Regions from separate parts of the Sus scrofa genome. Here region 1 is linked to region 2. A link is a contact called in public promoter capture Hi-C data. All regions are on one chromosome and are shown on one strand. Each heading gives the region's core, a stretch centred on a gene start, on an enhancer-like site or on the middle of the called end of the contact. The rest is flanking DNA. Distances are from core to core; before and after follow the strand shown. Region 1 holds the start of MAP6D1 (MAP6 domain-containing protein 1). Region 2 holds the start of YEATS2 (YEATS domain-containing protein 2).

Region 1 (7,722 bases), core at 198-2,697, 120 kb after region 2:
GACATTCTGGGTTTCCCAGAGCCCATCCTATGGCAGCGCTATAATTAAAGGATAGTGGAACTGTTTCCATTTTCTGCTGTACAGTGTTAACACATACCTTATATTCCTTAGCTCCCACCCTATGTTCAGGGTTACCTGTAGGGAAAATTTCTGGAAATGAAGTAACTAGATCAAAAGAACAGTGTTTGTAATAGGCCCAAATTAGAAACATTCCTAAACATTCAATGACATGAGAGTAGGTTAGTATTTGGACATACTGCCTACTCATTAAAATTCATGTTGTAGAAGAACATCTAGTAACAGACCTATATACACAAGACATGAAAAAAGTGTACAGTACAAATCTAACCATCGAAGAATTATAAACAGATATGCACTCCAATCCATATTAAGGATTAGAAACAACAGTTTGGGGTAGGATGAAGGGTAAACCCATTTTCTACACTACACAAAATAATTTCTGTGATTTCAAATTTTTCTACAGTGAGTACACATCACTGTTGTAATAAGAAGGGCAAAACCCCTCAGTTGTCCAGGCCAGAGCTGAGGACACATAGGCCTGCCCTCAGTCACTCAGTGGGATCCCCAGGGGACCACCCACTAGGAAGCCGTGCACTTGGTCCTCACCACAAACAGAAGACACTGGCTCAGGCAGCTGGACTGCGCGCACCTCTCCTATGGCTGGGCCCCCCTGGTGGAAGTTAAGGGGAAGCAGGTTTAACTCAGTTGAGGGCAAGCATTTCTGACAGGACTGCCCGAGAAGCCAGCGAGTGAGGCAGTGAGCTCCCCACCGAGGTGAGTCTGGTCAGGGAGCACAGGAGACGCTGGCAGTGCCAGGGACCAAAGCGGATTACCTCAGAGGCCGCCTGCAGCTCTTAAGTTGTGTGTGGGATGGGAGCTCCAGGCTCCTCCTCCCTCCTAACCACCCTGGTGCTCCTGGCTCCCGGGGCTCAGACCCCTCCGACATGGGGCCCAGATACCGTGCGCTCCCCTGACCCTCACCTGTACGACGTGGTCGCCGCTGCAGCTCCGTCCGCATCTCCGATGGGGAGCACATACACCCCCCGGCCAGGGGGCGCTGGGGGCTTGACCCTGCGGCTGCCCGCCCCGGGCCTGCGAGCCTGTGCTGTATCTCTCGGCCCCGCGGGCGCTGTCCACACGCCAAAGTCCCGCTGGTACTGAGTAAGCGGCACGTCCCGGCTGGGGTCCCGGCCGCCCACAGGGGACGGGCACTTGCGCGAGGCGGCACTGCCCGGGCCCGGCTCCTCGATCTCGAGGTCCGAATAGCTGTGCAGGGTCAATGGCACGGCCACGTCGGAGCGGTCCAGCTGGTTCCAGCGCCGCGCCAGGCAGCAGAGGCGGCTGATGCAGGGCCACGCCATGCCGGCCCGGCCGCCGCTCGGCTCCCCGCGCTCCGGCCGCGCTGCCCGCCCGCGGCCCCGCCCCCGCAGCCCTCCCTGCGCCGCCGCAGCTCCGCCCCCTGGCCTAGGGGTGGCCACCCAGGGAGCTGGAGGGCTGGGGACCGCGCCAAGAGGCCAGGGCCGCGTGTGCTGGGATGCAGCAGCCTTGGCGAGGGAAGAGAGCGCGACTGGAGGGGTGCCAAAGCCATAGTGGGTTTGTGGGGGGTAGGGCTAAAACCGCCCGGAGGCATTTACAAGTGTCCAATTTGAAGAATGTTTCGTAATTTAATCCGAAATTCCTTAAATGTTATTTTATAAATTGGACCCAGCTTCGCAGAGGCCGAGGGCTGCCTGGCGACAATTACTAGTTGATTGCCCTGGGCCAGCACCCAGGCCGCAGCACGCCTCCCCAGGGTCTGTGTGGTCTTGCCGACGGGGTAGCAGCCAGATTTGTGCGCGGCTGCACCACGGGGCTCGCAAGCAGGGGTAGAGGCAGAGATGAGAGGATCCACAGGGAAGACCTGCGCTTCCCAGAGAACGCGTGTGTGAATCAGCCTTTATAATGCCAAATTTGTGAAGGCCAATTCAGCTTCCATTGGCATTTCCTGAGGTCTAAAATCCCTAATTTTAAGGCATGGGCCACAAAGTCTTGATTTAGCTTTATAAAGCTGCTACGAATTTTTGGCTGCTGTTAAAAAAGTTCCCTAGAGCTAAGTATGGGGAATCTTCCAGGCTAAAGATCTGTCTGTTTAAGGCATGACAGGGTATCAAACAACTCCCTGGCCACTCTTAAAAGGCTTCCTGAATGTTTGACATAAGCCTTCAGTATGCACCGCGGACCAATTACTAACAACACTAGTGAAACAGCATTAACCACCTAGAACTCCATCTCAAGCCTACATTTGGACGGTGTCCAGACTGCACCTCAGAAAACTGCAGTACAGCCACTGCCAGAGAGAATACAGATTCCTCTCCCAAACTATTGCCTGTCTTAGCTTGAAGGCACAGCAAAGTGACATGACAAATGCCCCAAAGTGGCAGCAGTTCAGCTGCTTCAGCCAGGCCATGGCCCAAGAGACAGCAGAAGAGGAGCCGTGTGTACTGAGGACACTGGGAGACTGAACACCTGCTTAGGTAAGCTGCCTTTGTGCGACCCTGGGTGCCAAGGCCCCAGGTCAGCCACTCTAGAGATCAGTGACTAAAACACTCCATCATGCAGGAAAAAAAGAACAGCTCTTCTTGTTTTGATTTCTCCATTAATTAAACAGAGAGCAGTTACTGTGTGCCTAGAGTAATGCTGGTGCCTTCAGGTTTGCAGTGCAGTGGGCAGCAGACACGGAAACCAGTGTGACAGAACTTTCCAACAGTGGAAGGAGGACCGGGGGTTGGACTTGCTGCCTGTAACAAGGGAGGGCGGCTGGGTCGGGTGAGAATGCAGAGTCCAGGGGCCAAGGGTTCAGTCAGAGGCAGCAGAGGCTGGACCATGGAGGGCTTGCTTGGTAGCCACACTAGGGAGTTTAAGTTCTTCACAGATGACAAAAGGAAACGACTAAAGTGTTTTGAGTGTTCTGTGGCCCTATGGAAAAGTACAAGGACATTTTGGAGAGCAATTGGAGAGCAGTCTTAACAGTCCAGGTTAGAGACAAGGGATTGGACTTAAGGCACAGAAATAAGAGGAGAGGGAATCTAGAATGGCTCCAGGTTTCCGACCTGAGCCAGAAGTGGTATTTGATGTACCTGTGCAGTGGGGTCCCAGCACGTAGACACGTACTGAGAGCATGGAGACATTCCGTGGGTCCAGAGCTCAAATGAGATAACTGAAGCCCCAGGAAGCAGAAGAGAGATGAGACAGCTAAGGCTGCACTCCTGGGACCCCACACTTCAGAGGACAGTGGGGGCAGCACAGGCTGAGGGGCACACAAGCCAGGCAGACCACGGCCTTGGGGTGGTCATGTGTCAGCATAGAAGCCAAGATGAGAAATTAAGATACCCCAGCAAGCAAACAGGACAACAGGGACAGTTTCCAAAGCTGCGGACAGTTAGGCTTGTGCTTCCAGAGCTGTGTGCTGACCTCCGAAGGCCTGTCACAGGGAAAACGGTGACTTTCTAACCGCTCCTTCCCAAACCATCACAAAGCAGGGAGAGGAACCGTGTCTTCATTGCCTGTTTTCCTGGTCTGCCCACAGAGGACAGGAATTTCATTTTGGCCTCCATACGGAATGTCCATATGATAACAGCCTCACATCCCATTTTTGAAAAACACCACTTGCCTCATCCGTAGGTCACAGGGTTGTTAGCATCACTACATATTCAGAAACACAAAGCACAGCAGTGTGACCTTGGGCACCGCCCACACACCACTGCCCTGGCTCCTTACTGGCAAAATGAGGGCTGGGTTAAAAAATTTTTCTCCCCTCACAGTGACATCAGAATAGAATCCTCTGCCTGGGAGAATGACTGGAACTTTGCAGTAGAGAAGAGTCCAGCTTGGTGGAAAAAATAAGAACCACCAATTTCTGGACAATTCCTATGTGCTGGGTATGTGGTGCCATTCAGCTCTCAATACCACGTGCAGTGGGCACCACTCCCTCTCCCTGGGAGGAGGGAGCCATGCTGTGCCCACCGCAACCCAAGCTCAGCCCTCCTGTACAAGGTGCAAAATTTAATGTGACCTTTTGAGAGCGCCAGATTTTAAAACTCTCCTATAAATCCTTTCAAGAAAAACGCTGAAATTCTCAAACTGCATTTCCCAAAAGTAACTCTCAATCATGAGGACAAGTCAGTTTCGCTACAGTGAAGCTGTATGATGATGACTACATCAGGAAGATGCGCCACTTCAAAGAAGGTACATTTCCCAACATAAGATGAAATTAGGCTCAGAGTCAAGTCTGAGTTTATACAAGATACTTCCTACTAATTCTTAATTTAGCTACAACTTTAACCTAGAAAGCAAAACCTAAAAATAGCTTTTTGTATATGCCGCTCACTGCCACAAAATGTTACCTTTCTTGGGAAATTTTAGAAAATAATGCCGCTGTTGTTTCAGACCATGCCAGAGAGAAGTTGCTCTTAACTTTTACCTGTCAACCAAGCAAGGAGAGGGCTGGGTAAATAAGAGTAAATATTTAGCAGAGATGTTAAGAAGGCCATCGTTAAAAAACAAGCACCTCTGAGTTCCCATCAGACCTTTCCATGTGAATGCTTGTCAGGTTCAGGACTCAAACTACGTTACACGTACGACAAACAGCAAGATCCCAGGGCAGCATTCATGCTCTTCAAAAGAGTACACACACCCTCTGTTTACAAACTAGAGATATAAACCTTTATTTCACAACTTTGTCATAATTCACTTTTTAATGAGACATGTACTGGGGACATAGTTTAAAATACTCAGAAGCTAAATACTGAGTGTCTTCCAGGCAGGAGCAAAGATGTGGACACTCCAGGGCCGATGTGTTCCTGGGGCTTCAGCCAGCATGGACCTGAGGCACCGGTGTTGTCCAACCCTAGTTTTACTTAGAGCCACCTCCTTTCCTGGGGCCGTTAGTCCTCATTTCATGCCAAATTTTCACTAGAGGTTCCCTGTTCTTCCAAATGAGTTCATGACCGTAAGTAATATACCATCTGGGGAAAAAAACAAACAAACCAGGGCCAATATTCAAACAGTATGACACAAATGTCAAGTACCATGATGACGGGTATCAGGTCAACATTTTAAAAAACTGAATGCCACTGTTATTATCCAGCTTATTTAAAAAATAACTGCTTAGTTTATTTAATGTAGATCAATGGCTTACCTTTAATACATAGATTAAAGTTAGTACATAGATTAATACTATGTTAAAGATTGAAGTAAAGGGAGTTCCTGTTGTGGCGCAGCAGAGGTGAATCTGATTAGTATGCATGAGGATGCAGGTTCAATCCCTGGCCTCGCTCGATGGGTTAAATATCCGGTGTTGCTGTGGCTGTGGTGTAGTCCGACAGCTGAAGTTCCAATTCGACCCCTAGCCTGGGAACATCCATATGCCGCAGGAGTGGCCCTAAAAAAACAAAACAAAACTAAAACAAAAAATGATGGAAGTAGGATGGGACCCTGCAAGTCATATCACTTTTCTTTTTCCTATTTACAAACATGAGGAAACAAAGCCTGAGAGAAAGTCGTTCATCCAAGGTGCTAACAGCTGCTGAGTGGGCAAGGACTCACCCGCAGATCAGAGTGATTCTAGGCCTGGACTCTCTTTATTAAGTAAGGAATCAGAATTTACGCCTAATGATGGCTATACTAATTTAAATGCCTCGTTATCTTCCACCTGGCTACACAAAAGGGAGTCTGCTCATCCAAATTCTGCCCACCTTTTAAAATACAGCTCTCATCCACATTCTCCTGTTAAACAATCTCTGCAAGCAGCCTGGAGCAAAGAGCTAAGGAAGCTCAGACATGGGGAGATTCAGTAACTTGCTCAGGCTGCACGTCTGGGAATCACCAGAACTGAGACTAGAACCCAAATCTGACTCTGTAACCTGTGCTCTAACCACTAGGTGATACTTCAGCACCAAGGAGCACCCACTTAAGCTGAGGAACAGATAGGGAGTGATGGATTTGAGAAGTCCACAAGCCTAGGGGCCTGCACACCAGGCACTCTACCCAAGCACAGCAGAGGCCACACGGGGACTCAAGGGCGCCTCCCTTCCCAGGCTGGCAGAACATGAGGAGAGCGTCCCTGGATGGGGGAATGACTTGGAATAGCTATTACTAAAAGTTTTTGTTGGAGATCCCACTGTGGTACAGCAAGTTAAGGATCTGGTGTTGCCGCAGCTGTGACATAGGGCACAGCTCTGGCTTGGATTCGATCCCTGGCCCAGGAACTTCACATGCATGGTGCAGCCAAAAAAAAAAAAAAAGTTACTGAAATTTTTATCTTTGCCCTGGTTTCCCCAAACAGATTTCATGTTTCTTGAGGGAGAAGCCAGATTCTGTTGCTCTTTCCATCTCAGACACCTGCCTGAAAAAAATGCTCCATTCAACTTAATTGAAATTTTATTTTTTAACATTTTAAAAATGTTCTGAGCATGTATTTTTTATTACAAAGGGCCTGAATTATATGTGAATCTTAATACTCAGTATAGTTAAATTTTAATCATGAAAAACAGTCACCATTCAAATTTTGAAAAATAATCAGTAAATTTATGGAAAGAAAAAAGGCACTTTAGAAATATGCAAATTAATAGGCATGTAACAAAATTCTTTCGGGCTTAGAGTGAAGTTCTCTGGTGAACTTAAAACATGAGAAAAAGGACCACCCTAAGACTCAAAGGCAACTATAAAACTCTTAAATGAAACAAACACTTCTTGGGAACTCTCCATTAAAAGTGTCCTCTCAAATCTTTTTTTCTTCTTTTCTTAGGGCCACACTCACAGTACATGGAAGTTCCCAGACTAGGGGTCAAATTGGAGCTGTAACTGCCAGCCTACACTACACCACATAGCTCACAGCAACGCTGGATCCCTAATTTGTGCCGGGGATCGAACCCATATCCTCATGGTTACTAGTCGGGTTTGTTACTGCTGAGCCACAACAGGAACTCCTCCTCTCAAATCTTTTTAACCTACTTATTTCAAGGAAAGAGTCGATTTTAATCTTACAGGTACACTATTTTGATTATACTTATATAAGTTCAGATGGTCATTTGGTTAAATTAAAATTAGGAAAATATTTCAAAATGACTAATTTCTGGAGTTCCCTTCATGGCTCAGCAGAAACAAATCTAACTAGTATCCATGAGGACACAGGTTCAATCCCTGGCCTCACTCAGAGGGTTAAGGATCCAGCATTGCCGTGAGCTGTGGTGTAGGTTGCAGATGCGGCTCAGAGCTGGTATTGCTGTGGCTCTGGCGTAGACCAGCAGCTACAGCTCCAATTTGACCCCTAGCCTGGGAACCTCCATATGCCTCGGGTGCAACCCTAAAAAAGACTAATTTCTGAGGATCGTTTTTTGGTTTTGGTAGCAGCCTCACAGTCTAATGCTCAGTCTGAAACTCCAGCTCTGCTATGACAGGCTGTTGTAACTTTGGACAAAAGTCCTGCTTCAAGCAGTTTCCTTGCTGTAAGCTGGAATATCACACAGGATTTTAAGAGTATTTAAATTAGTCCTTAGCTTAGGCACACAGCAAATATTCAGTATACGTTAGCTATCATTATTGCAGCAACTCAAGGTGAAGACCATAAAACATGGTCAGGGACAAAGACAAAGAAAGGTGCAGGAGGTTACTAACAGAACCTTTAGCATTAGTAAAGATTTCTAAATCTATTTTCTTTTTCTT
Region 2 (6,773 bases), core at 1,595-4,094:
AACTTTCCCCTCCCCACTCCCATCCCTTCCCAAGATGGTCTGCAGGATCAAAGGGAAGATTTGAGGCAGTGGCCAGAGGGGTCTCAGATCTGTGTGCAGAGCTCTGAGCTGTTAGCCTGGGTCTCCCTGGCCTCTCCAGCCATGTGCCTAGTCACTCCTAGTCACCAGGGCCCTGGTGGTATAAGGTGTTCAGGTTGTTGGCTGGTAAGCTCATGATATGTTGCTTTAGCACCTTGAGAGTCTGATGTCTCACCTCCCACCCTCACTCCTCCATCCCTTTTCCTCTTATGACCTGACTTGGGGGCACTTTGGCTCTTGCTGGGCATTTCAGTGCTGGCCATCCTTGGGGTATTGGCCACATTTTCTAGCTATTCCCTGCTAATTAATCCACCACAAGGCCTGACCTCTGGTTTAGGATCACCTGGCCCCTGGCAGAGTACCCACTGCCCTGGCCATGGCTCTCAACCATGCTACTTTCTGCTTTCCTGGCAGAAGTCATACAGAGAAGTCTGGGTTTCTGGCACACCATCCTCAAATCATGGACATGCAGCAACACTACCTCAGATTCCTCTTTCTCCCTAATGCTACTGTCTGCTCCTGAGCTCTAATCAAAGTGAGACTTCTGCTAGAATTGGGCACCCTTCTAAGCTGGGCCAGGGGAAGTGGGCTTCTAGTCTCCTCCATACTTAGCTGGATATGTCCAGGGTTAAAGCCCCAAAGTAGGACAACACAGACACTCAGGCTGACTACTTACCCTACCTCTTCCTCCATGAAATTTATTTTTATCTCTCCAATTTCTAGTCTCTCTCTGGGTTTTAGCTTAAGGCTCAGGGAGTCATTTCCTGGCCTTTCAGATTGGACTGACTGCAAATTTCACAAGTTCAGGAACCGTTTTGTTCATTTCTGACCCAAGTATCTAATATAGTGCTGGCACAGAGTGCCAGGACACAGAATAGAAACAATAAAAATTTGTTGAACCAATTATAGCTAATCTGTCTTTACCCCTAGAAGACCTGAAAGTTAGGAGGCCAAGAGTGACATTTATAAACCCCTCTATTCCCTTATCATGGAGGGCTTAGGAGTAAGTTCCTGGCCCAGCTCTTCATCTACCCATGCATTCAACAAATACTTTTTGAGCAGTTCCAGATATGGCACAGTGGGTTAAGGATCTAATATTGTCTTTGTGGTGGCTTGGGTCGATGATAAGGTGTGGGCGCAAACCCTGGCCAGGTGCAATGGGTTAAGTGAGTTTAGTGGGTTAAGGATCCATTGGGTTAATACAGTGGGTTAAGGATGCAGTGCCACAACTGTGGCCTATGTTACAGCTGCAGCTTGTCTGGGAACTTCCATAAGCCGAAGTGCAGCCAAAAAAGGCGGGGGGGGTGGGATTTAAAGAAAAACAAATACTCCTCAGAAAACTAAATATAAAACTGCCATATGATATAGCAATCCCACTCCTGGGCATATATCCAGACAAAACTACAATTCAAAAAGATACACCCATATGTTCACAGCAGCACTACTGAAAATAGCCAAAACATGGAAACAACCTAAATGTCCATCGACAGATGAATGGATTAAGATGAGGTACATATACACAATGGAATACTACTTAGCCATAAAAAGACCAAGATAATGCCATTTTCAGCAACATGTATGCAACTAGAGATTCTCATACTAAGTGAAGTCAGAAAGAGAAAGACAAATACCATCTACCACTTGTATGTGGAATCTAATATGTGGCAAAATGAACCTATCTATAGAACAGAAACAGGCTCAGGACATGAAGAACAGACTTGTGGTTGCCAAGGAGAGGAGAGAATGAGATAGACAGGGAGTTTGGGGTTAGTAGATGCAAACTATTACATTTAGAATGGATAGGCAGTGAAAAGTCTTACCGTATGACACAGGGAACTGAGTCCAATCTCTGGGGTTAGAACATGATGGAGGATGATATGAGAAAAAGAATGTGTATATATATGTGTGTATATATATATATATCTAGGTCACTTTGCTGTACAACAGAAATTGGCACAAAATTGTAAACCAACTATAATTAAAAAATGTAAAAAAAAGCTTTTGAGTGCGCATTATGTGCAGTGCACTGGGCTTGCTATTGGAGACACAGGAGTAAATCCTTTAAAACATTTTTATTAAACATTAAATACATCCAAAAATTGATAACATATACATAAGTAAAAAAAATATATAAAGCGAACTCCCTCTAAACCTTGGTAAATCCAACGATAAATCTTTACATAGTGAGAATAGATTGAAGGGGACAGAAACAAATCTCTGGAGACCAAATGGGAGGCTACAGAATCCTCAGGAGGGGAGATGATGGGGTCTATGGCAGGGTAGGACAGAGAGAGGACAAGGCAAGGTTGCGCTTAAGAGATATTTAAGCGGCAAACAATACTTTATGGATTGTTACTAGTTGTATGACCCAGATAAGTCCTCACCTTTCCCAGACTCAGTTTCTGCATCTGTAAAATAGGTTAACAACTATAGCTATTTGTATATCTAGCACAAAGCTTGGTACAAGCACACACACAAATCATAGCTACTGCTGTTACTGCTATGTTAGCTTCATAATTGCCGGGAGAACGAATATTCTGTCTTTGGGCTGAAACTCGCTATCTTCCTCTAAGGAGTAAAATGATACACGGTGATGCCTTTACCAGAACCCGTGACTATTCTCCCCAGACAGAGTGGCCGCGCGGGGCAGTGCCGAGCAGGGCTGTGCGGCGGCGGCGGGGTGAGAGTCTGGGTCAGCTCCAGCTCCGCCGCGGCGCCGGCCCCGCCCATAACCCTGCGAGCTCCGCCTCCGGAACCGCGCGCGCCGCCGCCGCTGCCGCCGCCGCAGCGCGCGCCCCGCCCCGCCCCTGCTGGTGACGTGCGAGCCAAACGGGCCGGGCGGGCTCCACCGAGCCGTGTGCTTCCTCGGGTTCTGGGGTCGCCGGGGCCTCGTGGCGGGGCGGCTCCTCGGGGGCTTGACCTGCCCCCTCCCCTCCCCCGTGCCCTCTCGCGGTGCCCGGCGGGGCCTGCGCTTCAGCCGGAGACCCGGAAAAAGGGTGAGTGTTGGCGGGAGCAGGATGGGACCGCCTTGCGCGCGCTCCGCTCTCCGGGGCATTGTCTGGGCGGGGGCGGCGCGGGCACGTGCGTGCCCCTCCCCCACTCCGCCGCGCCCCCCGCCCCCGGCTGAGGGGAAGGAGGGGGCGGGTGACTGGCGGGGAGAGGATCCGGAGGAGGAGGTTGGGTCCGGATGAGTGTGTGCGGCGGAGGCGTCTCCGAAGCGGGAACCCGGAATTTGGGTGTGTGGAGATATCTTTTTCTTAGCGGCACCGTACTGTCTCAGGGGATAGCGGTCCCTTGAGCCCCAGTGGCCGGAGCTTTTAGGGTGTTAAACGCGGTGGCCTGTGATGGGATTGGGGATGAGATTTGGCCCCAGGACAAGCAAGTTGTGGATTTATTAGCAAGAATCCTGGAATCTCTCTCCAACCTGTCGCCTTCCCTACTGTTCCCCTCCACCGTGAAGGATGAACAGGATGTAAAAAGGTTGGAGGATATTCCGGGGATGATGCCCGAGTTTAAAGCACCAAAGGTGTGAGACAGTGCGGGGTTGGAGTGGAAGGCTTGGGAAAATGAGTACTCGGAAGAAAGGCTGGTTTGGTGGGTTGTGGCCAGATTGCAGGAAACAATGAGGTTTGTATTATAACCTTTTTCTTTTTTTTTTTTCTATTATGAAAGTAATTATGTTAACAAAAATAGCAAGTAGAGGAGGAAAATATCACCAGTAATTCTACAGCCCTGACACATCATTCTTAGAGTTTTGATATATGTTTGCTAGTATTTTCTTTTAAGCTTATAACAGTTAAGGAGTTTTAACTACAATTTTCCATTCCCTTTTCTCATTAACATGTAAAATGTGATGTAATAGCATGTAGTGTTCAGCAATATAATTTGCTCTTAATAAGCAGGGAGCACGTATTCATCATAGAAAAATTTAAAAACACAGGCAAGAAAGTGAGGAAAAGTACCCTTGTTTTTACTGTCTAGAGATATTATCACTGCATGCATATATTTGGCTGTAAATGTTCTAAGATAGGAGCAGGTGAGGGAGGCTGTTTTTAGGATTTGGGTTTTTATGAGAACCTTTGAAGATTTTAAGGCAAGTAGCATAATCTGACTACCGAGAAAGAGGGCAAAAGTGGAAGCTAGGCGATCAGTTAGTTTACAGTACCTTGGACTAGGTCCGTGGAGGTGGAGATGGAGGAGAGTAGAATGATTAACAGATATTCTCGAGGTAGAATGAACAAGACTTGGAAATGGATTGGTGAGGGAAAGGGAGAACTCTGCTTTTTGATAATTGTTTTGAGCAACTATGAGTAGATGGAGGCATTTACTGAGAAGAATGGAGAAGAGAAATTTGAGGTGGGGGAGACCATGAGTTCCATTTGGGGGTTATTAAATTTGGAATGTATACTAAATATGAAGTAGGTATGTTGAGGCAGTTGGACGTGCAGGTTTGGTGCTCCCACAAGAGAAAGCCTAGAGCTGGAGATAAAAAAGATTGGCAGAGTACTCAGTATATAGACAATATTCAAAATTATGGGACTATAGGAGATAACTTAGGGAAAGAGTGTAGGTAGAGAAGTGAAAATTGAGTGAGGCTTAGGCACTCTAATGCTTGGAGGTCTTGTTGAGGAAGAAGATTGAGCACAGGACAGAAGAAACAGCCAGTGGCATAAGAGGAAAAGCAGGAGACTGGTGTCATGGAAGCCACGAGAGAACTTCTGGAAGATGGAGACTTGCTCTGTCAATGCCAATGAAATTTTTAATGAGATACTCAATTGGATGTTATTAGTTTGGACATTGGTATTACTATCCGGAGTTCTAGAAGTGGGAGGTGTAAACAGATTGGAATAATTGAATGGACAAGAGGAAATGAAGACAGTGAGGATGAATTAGAAACAAATGGCCCTTGTTGAAGACACCTTATTTTCATCTCCACCCATACTAAATTTGATAGATGAAAAATGGTGGCTTGCTTGTTTCATTCCCTAATTCCTAGTATGTTTGAACATTTTTTTCATGGTTATTGGCCATTTGTGGATTTCTGATCCTATCATCTGCGTATATTTGTGTTTGTCATTTTTCTAACTCATTGATTTTCTCTTGTCAGGAGTTCCGTAGATTCTAAAAATATGTGGCTTGATAGCGCTCACAGAATTTTCCTCGTGTGTCCTCCTCTCCCTCCATTCCCTGGGAATAAATTAATTTATTACATATGTTCCATCAAGAAGGACATGGTTAATACCATACTTATCATTTAACTCTTACATATACTTTTTTCAATTGTAGTAAAATCCGCATAACATAAAATTTACCACCATAACCATTTTTAAATATACAGTTCAGTGGGATTAAATACATTCATAATGTTGTGTCTATCTCTACAAGTCTTTTCATCATATAAAACTGAAATTCTATATCCATTAGGCAATTACTTTCTTTTTTTTTTTTTTTTGTCTTTTTTGTTGTTGTTGTTGCTATTTCTTGGGCCACTCCCGCAGCATATGGAGGTTCCCAGGCTAGGGGTTGAATCGGAGCTGTAGCCACCGGCCTACGCCAGAGCCACAGCAACGCGGGATCCGAGCCGCGTCTGCAACCTACACCACAGCTCACGGCAACGCCGGATCGTTAACCCACTGAGCATAGGGCAGGGATCGAACCCGCAACCTCATGGTTCCTAGTCGGATTCGTTAACCACTGCGCCACGACGGGAACTCCAGGCAATTACTTTCTATTTTCCTCTTACCCCCAACCTGTAGCAATCACCATTCTACTTTCTGTCCCTGATTTTGACTACTCTCAATAACCTCATATAAGTGGGATCAGACAGTATTTGTCTTTTTTTTTTCCTGGTCTTTTTTTTCTTCTTTTAGGGCTGCACCTGAGGCATATGGAAGTTCCCAGGCTAATAGTCTAATTGGAGCTGCAGCCGCTGGCCTATGCCACAGCCACAGCAACATGGGATCCTAGCCAAGTCTGTGACCTACACCAGAGCTCACGGCAATGCCGGATCCTTAACCCACTGAGCAAGGCCAGGGATCGAACCTGAAATCTCATGGTTCCTAGTCGGATTCGTTAACCACTGCGCCACGATGGGAACTCCTTTGGTTTTTTTTTTTTTAATAGCAGCCATCATAATGTGTGAGGTGTTTTTGATTTGCACTTTGCTAATATTAGTGATAGTACCTTTTCATGTGCTTATTGGCCATTTGTATATCTTCTTTGGAAAAATGTTAATTCAAGTCCCTTGCCCATTTTTTTAAAAAATTAAAAAATTTTTTAATTGCAGCACCTGCAGCAAATGAAAGTTTCCAGGCTGGGGATTAAACCCACACCATCACATTGATCTGAGTTGCCGTAGTTGGATTCTTAACCCACAGTGCCACAGTGGGAACTTCCTTGCCCATTTTTGAATGGAGGGTTTTTTTTTTTTTTTTTTTTTTTCTTTTTCAGCCACCCCATGGCATATGGGGTCAGAACTGAGTTTACACTGCAGCTGTGGCAACACAGTACCCTTAACCCAGTGTGCTGGGTGGGGGATCAAACCTGCATCCCAGTACTACAGAGATGCTGCTCATTTTGTTGCACCACAGCAGGAACTCCAGAACTGAGTTGTTGTTGAGTTTTAGTAATTCTATGTTTGGGTATTAATCCCTTTTCAAATATATGATTTGCAAATATTTTCTTTTTTTTTATTT

The links. Promoter capture Hi-C pulls out the DNA fragments that hold promoters and counts their contacts.
Region 1: a promoter capture Hi-C map of liver shows a contact between it and region 2, with 4 times the contacts expected there. The contact joins the promoter of MAP6D1 here to the promoter of YEATS2 in region 2. A contact is called at or near these places in 2 of 5 promoter capture datasets (fetal liver and liver) and 2 of 47 Hi-C or Micro-C datasets (embryonic fibroblasts and liver).

The regions. Positions count from the first base shown.
Region 1 is chr13:121,754,035-121,761,756 of Sscrofa11.1, forward strand. It overlaps MAP6D1 (MAP6 domain-containing protein 1), which reads right to left and starts at 1,448. Exons shown (of 6, transcript XM_021069929.1): 1 at 1,003-1,448. The coding sequence starts at 1,382. PARL (presenilins-associated rhomboid-like protein, mitochondrial) reads right to left here. Exons shown (of 10, transcript XM_021069926.1): 10 at 4,700-5,024. The coding sequence ends at 4,913.
Region 2 is chr13:121,634,979-121,641,751 of Sscrofa11.1, forward strand. YEATS2 (YEATS domain-containing protein 2) reads left to right here and starts at 2,845. Exons shown (of 31, transcript XM_021069912.1): 1 at 2,845-3,074.